Linked DNA regions of Mus musculus: region 2 is linked to region 1. The links are chromatin contacts, called in public Hi-C maps. All regions are on one chromosome and are shown on one strand. Each heading gives the region's core, a stretch centred on a gene start, on an enhancer-like site or on the middle of the called end of the contact. The rest is flanking DNA. Distances are from core to core; before and after follow the strand shown. Region 1 overlaps Disp1 (dispatched RND transporter family member 1). Region 2 overlaps Disp1 (dispatched RND transporter family member 1).

The links. A called contact is a pair of places that touch in the nucleus more often than the background predicts.
Region 2: a Hi-C map of double positive thymocytes shows a contact between it and region 1, with 1.4 times the contacts expected there. The contact joins two enhancer-like sites. A contact is called at or near these places in 12 of 484 Hi-C or Micro-C datasets (CD4 T cells, the HL-1 cell line, Kupffer cells and 6 more) and 2 of 115 datasets of contacts at active chromatin or transcription factors (DN3 thymocytes and fibro-adipogenic progenitors).

The regions. Positions count from the first base shown.
Region 1 is chr1:183,112,314-183,115,362 of GRCm38.p6, forward strand. All of the region lies in intron 4 of Disp1 (dispatched RND transporter family member 1), which reads right to left. Among named protein-coding and RNA genes, the nearest start is that of Gm33747, 48 kb to the left of the region's middle. Within about 2 kb of position 1,563, at least 83 of the 459 cell types and tissues checked have an H3K27ac peak or open chromatin away from gene starts, as enhancers often do. A contact at or near this core is called in Th2 cells and double positive thymocytes, where this site is marked.
Region 2 is chr1:183,178,848-183,181,861 of GRCm38.p6, forward strand. The region is part of intron 2 of Disp1 (dispatched RND transporter family member 1); the gene reads right to left. Among named protein-coding and RNA genes, the nearest start is that of Disp1, 41 kb to the right of the region's middle. Within about 2 kb of position 1,599, at least 37 of the 459 cell types and tissues checked have an H3K27ac peak or open chromatin away from gene starts, as enhancers often do. A contact at or near this core is called in Th2 cells and double positive thymocytes, where this site is marked.

The DNA of each region.
Region 1 (3,049 bases), core at 313-2,812:
AATTCTCACAGAAATGGGATTTTACGGAATACATTTGGGCTGTAAAACACAGAAACATTTTTCCTCCCCCTCTCCATCACTTTCTGTTTCTAAGCTGAGAAACTGTTGGGGATGTCTGACCTTCACTCCCTGAGGAAGTGCAGGCTTCACTTTACTTTAGATATGCAGAAACTGCCAACATCAGCTGAAAAGAAAGACTGAGGTTACCACAAAGATGCTCCCTCCTAGAGAAACATTAGATTCTTTTGAAGTTTCTGTACTAACAGGCATGGCAAGCAGATGTTAGAAACATTCTCCCACGACACAGGTAAAACCTCTTGAAAGCGTCGCTCTTCAGGGCTGCTTTCTCTACCCCTCCTTCCTCAAGCTGATCCCGGGGAAAGTCTAACTTTGAGAGTGTCCCCTATGTCCATCAGAGCATCACATCTGCCCTTCAGTGTCCAGTGCTAATCAACAGCCAGGTTAAACAGACAGACAGACAGACAGACAGACACACACACACACACACACACACACACACACACACACACAATCTTTTGGAGGGTTAATTCACCTTTTGGTATCATGCCTGCTTCCAGACAGTCAAACCATTCAACTCAAGACACAACAGCCTTCAGCCGATTCAGTTAGACTTAGCCTTCTCCTTGCAGAGAAAAGAGGCCTCAGGACAGATAGCACTTGGACACTATGGGCACTATGGTGTGGTTCTTGACAGTTCCCTAGCCACAGACTCACTGCGTGCTAGTCTTTTCCTCAAGAAAGCATCAAACAGGCTTTTAAAAGCACTTGCAAACTAGAGTACCCATAAATAGTAACTGTCATCAGCACCTCAGCCAGGGAAGGGCAACAGTGCTAGAAAGCTCGGTTCCTGTCCTCTGATGGCCAGTGAGTGCCTGTGAACATACTACACACTCATGGTGCAACCAGTCAGTGGGGAGAGCAGGGAGGTGACTGGAGCTTTCAAAGAAGGTGGCAAGCAAAAGAAGTGGAGAAACAGCAAAGTTCACAGGAGACTAGGGCGAGGAAAGCAATGGCTTTAGGCTTGCTCCTCTTGATGTACTTTTCATACTTTTGGAAGAAGGAACCGTAGGACAAAGGAGTGAAGATACAATATGAAAACCCGCCTCCAGCTGGGTGTCTCTGGTAAGTGCAGAATGGCCACTGCAGGCAGCTCAGGGACAGCTCAGCCTTCTACATTCTAGCCAGCTCCCAGCAAGTGAGAAGACCAAACCTACAAAAGAGGGCTCTGGGTGTGTCTGAGCTCTACAGTAGGCTCCACAGCAAAGCCAGAAAGGCATCAAGCAGCACGGTGGGTCTCAGCAGTGGCACCACACAGTGCCGTGGCATCACTGTCAGGGGATACCCAGGAAGTGCTCGTGTGTCCCAGAAAGAATCTGAAATGAGGAGTCTGCACTTTGATGATCGCTCTTTCAAAGATTTCCAACAAAAACAAAACCATCCTTCGTCATTAAGTATTTGCATGAATCATCCCTGGCACACAGGCTCCATCTGAGCATGAAACAGATACCCGGAGACAAGCTAAGCCTGCACTCCAGAGCATTCCTCACGCACCACAGAGGAGTGTTTATGGTCTGTGTCAAGGGACTCGAGGGAAGACAGGAACCACAACCGTGTGTGTAGTGCATTTTCTGAATGCTTAAGAGATGCAGGCTAAAGATGTTGTCTATCTTGATATCAGAAGTAGCTGAACAGACGAGACACAAAATAAACCAAGAGGTGAGAAGAAAGTCAGAGTGGAGATTAACATTTGAGGAGCACCTGATAAACTGTATGCTTCCTAAACACTAAAAAAGTAAACTTAGCATATGCTTAATACATAAGAGGATAGTGAGATCAGAATAGTGAGATCAGAAGATATGTGGGAGGAGCAGGGGTTTATCCACACTTCATGAAAACGTCCCTGCATTACTCAAGACTTGGGGGCTAGCATGGGAGCGGCTTTCTGAAACTCACTGATCATTAACGACTCCTGTTAATGTAGTTCTTTTGGAAATCCATCAAGCATGGTTAAGTGATACAGACGACTCATGAGGAAACAGACAGAGCTCTTCCTTTAGCTTCTGTGACACTTGCTAATAGCTGAATATAAAAACTGACAGGGACCAGGGGTGGGACTCGGTGGCAGCACACTTGGTGAGGGTGTACAGACCCTGGAGTGATTCTCGGTACTGTGAAAGGGATGGCATAACTCCCACGGGCCCAATTGGCATGAGGCCTTTAGGACTGTAAGGAACCTCACGAGCCACTCATTCAAAGGAGAAAGAGGTCTCAAGCCGCTTAGTTACGAGCAGGAAAGCCGTGCCTAGAACCCACACCCAGCCCTGGAAAAGCAGCTGTACACTGAGGCCTCAGTGCTTGTTAGCTGAGAAAGGACAGAAGGCGGAGTGGGGAAAGCTGTCTCAGCAGCAACTGTTCCAGGCAGACAAGAGGGTGTGTGTGCAGGGTGCTCACTGAGGTCAGGGGTGAGTGCCAATCTAGCAGCAAGGATGATGCCTAAATGAATGGTGCTGTGCCCCATGCCATGAGACGCTGCAGAGAATACACACACACACACACACTGACATGGAAAGGGCTACATGGCAAAGCTAAGTGTCCAGCAAGTTATACATTGGTTATGTGAACCACGTACAAACGCACAGATGCATTTATGAAGAGGGAAGGGAACAAACCAAACTAGTTTATCATAGAGGACACAGGACGGATGGGAAGAGAATCAGGAAAGGCCACTACCTTGAATGGTTTCAGTTTTTTAAGACTACCATGTAGACTAAAAGAAGCAGCATTCTACCCCGATAAGAAGCTTTCAAAGAACTTAAAATAGATTGAATTTAAAAACTATTCTTAATCCTATTTAAGCCTAATATTTACTACACCTAAACTAAGTGTTACCAAGAGAGACAGGAGGCAAGGCATGGAAGCAGTGCTGCCCACTTCCTGCCCTGGGCATTCCTGAAGCAGCGTGCGTGCACACAGCCACCAAGAGCCTGAACGCGGAGGAGAGATCAAGAGATGGGAACAAGAAGCGGCT
Region 2 (3,014 bases), core at 349-2,848, 67 kb after region 1:
CTTCTTCCAGCTTTGCCACCCACTATTGATGAGACATTGACAAGTTACTTGAATGCTCAGAGGCCCATTTCTTTCTCTAAATAATGAACTCCTTCAGGAAGACAGTTTCTGAAGTCCCTTCACACTCAAGTCAGTGACACTACACTCTGTCCAATAAATGAAGTCATGGTAGCCCTCAGCAGAGAAGTTATCAGCAAGTTTTAAAAGACCAACATAAAAGGAACAAAATTAGCTCACGAAAGCAACTGTTCAAGTACCTCCATGAGAACACGATAATTGCCTGACTACAGACAATGAATATGCAAATAACAACTATAAATGGTCAAGCCACTGTAGCAGTACATATAAAATTTCACATTATTGTGTTTGACTTAATTGCAACTATTGTATAGCTTGAGAATCAGTCCTTTCAAAGATACAGAAAGTGATAAATGGATATAAAATACTCTGGGCCTCTGCCACTGTCCCAGAGAGTCCGTCTCCTGATTAAGCTCCTGCATCTATGAAATGAACAATCAATTGTATGAAAGAAGAATCCATTTTTAATTTAAAAAAAAATAATAGAAGAAAAGTCACACCAAAGCTCCTGAGATCCATTCCTTCGCTGCACAGCCCTTTGCTGCACTCCTACTATGTGCCAACTCTGCTCTACCTAGGGATACAACTGTGAAATGAGAACCGGCCTCTTCCATTGCAGGCCAACACAGGGCTCTGCCCCGTGATGCTTTCTAACTCAGCCTGGCCTTCCAGAATTTGAGTAAACATAAAGTTTGTTTTGTACCTTTAAAATAAATACTCTGCTGCACTTGTGACTGGAAATGCAGAACGAACAGTGGTTTTCACTTTAACTGACAAAGACAGCTCCCTCTGAGGTCAACCCTGAACCTCGGTGGCCACAGCAAATGCAGTGCCTTTCCACCCCTCTCCTGTGTTGTAAACCAACGGGGACAGCGACAGAGTTAAGGGTGAAAACAGAATGGTATCTGGCTAAAAGTGCAAAGAAGGGTTAGGAACTACAGCCAGTAGATAGTGCTGTCAGGGCAGAGTGTGAGAGTCAGTCAGCAATACAGAGCCAGTGTCTCAACAATGTGCGCTTACAGAAACAAACCAAAACAGGGAGTGGGGACGTCCAGCATGACAGTAACACCTTGTCCCATAGAGCAGAGTTAGCTCCAAATGTCTACACTTCAAAGGCTTGAGTACAAAGAACTTGGCTCTCAAGTTTACTCTAAAACAAAAGACTATTTATATAAATTGCCAGCTCAGGTTTTTTTTTGGTTGTTTTTTTTTTTGTTTGTTTGTTTGTTTGTTTATTAAACAACAAAAGCCTTTAAGACTAGATGTTTAGAAGGTTATGGTCTTCCTATTCAGCTTTAAAAGATCCATTCCCTCATAAGATTGGAGAGAAAAGACTAAAACAAATATGTCCTCCTGGGTTTAAAAAAAAAGCCACAGTGAAGAAAATTTTCTTTTAAACAAAAATAATTCCCAGTTATGCCATGCAACAGCCTTCCTTACTTGCCTGATAGTATGAGAAACTCACCTTCAGAACTAGTACTAGAAACCACAACGACAACTGGCACACCTGAGGTAAATAAACCAGACTGAAACCAGTAAAGACCACTTCAAAAGCACACTTCTAAGAATAAAGTATGAGCTTATGAGCACAAAGTGAAGTTTTAATTACATCAGGGAAAAACAGACCACATTTTCTGAAGACAGAGGGGGAAAAAAAACCAAAACAGTAAGTTCCTTCCAAGGCATCAACACTTGGCTGTCCTCAACTGTCAACCTGGAGGACACGGGGGGTGGGGGGTGAGGGGGCTACTGTATAACATGGAGGGCACAGGGGGAGGAGACCTACTGTGTAACATGGGCATAGAGGGGAAGGAGACCTACTGTATAACATGGAGGGCACAGGGGGAGGAGACCTACTGTGTAACATGGGGGTAGAGGGGAAGGAGACCTACTGTGTAACATGGGGGCACAGGGAAGGAGACCTACTGTATAACATGGAGGGCACAGGGAAGGAAACCTACTGTGTAACATGGGGGCACAGGGAAGGAGACCTACTGTGTAACATGGAGGGCACAGGGAAAGAGACCTACTGTGTAACATGGAGGGCACAGGGAAGGAGACCTACTGTGTAACATGGAGAGCACAGGGGAAGGAGATCCAATGTTTTCCCAAGACTATGCACAGAGTTAATAATGTAATTTGGAAATGAGTCTTAAGGTTATCAAAACTTCCTGGTCCCCAGCTCATAAGCTCCCCCCACATGCTTGTTTCTAGCAGCCCAGTAACAGCAGCGATGGAGGCTCTCTCAGGCAGCAGGAGGCACAGCAAGGGTCTCATGTGAGGAACATACTTCACACTGCTACAGCTGACAGGTGTGAAAAACGAGCCAGACAAAGTCTGCAAGCTAATTTTGTAATTAGAAATGCTGAAATCTGTTCAGTACTGCTGCCTACACCCAAGGAGTTTTAAAACAAAGGAGCTATTTTTCTAACTGAGCAATTTTATTTTAAGTTATGGCTTTTTCTTATTGGAAAAAAAAAAGCTAGATGCTAATAGTTCACAGCAATTGAATAATTTATCAGATCCATACTCTAAACAGTAAAAAGCAAGAATATAGTTGCATAGCATATAGTCAAAGTGAAAACTGCAGATTCTACTTCCACTCCATCCCAACCACAGAGCAGGCAGTGAGGGCACCTAACACTGTAACTGTATCAGTTCCTTCATTCAAACCTATCACTCAATGCCAAGCAGGGGTCCTAGCAGGGATCAGAAAATAATGCCACACAGCTGACTTTTCCACTGTTAGAAAGTTGCAAACAAGTCGGAAGTGGTGGCGCATGCCTTTAATCTCAGCACTTGGGAGGCAGAGTCAGGCAGATTTCTGAGTTCGAGGCCAGCCTGGTCTACAGAGTGAGTTTCAGGACAGCCAGAGCTACAAAGAAAAAGAAAGAAAGGAAGGAAGAAAGGAAGGAAGGAAAGAAGGAAGGAAGTTA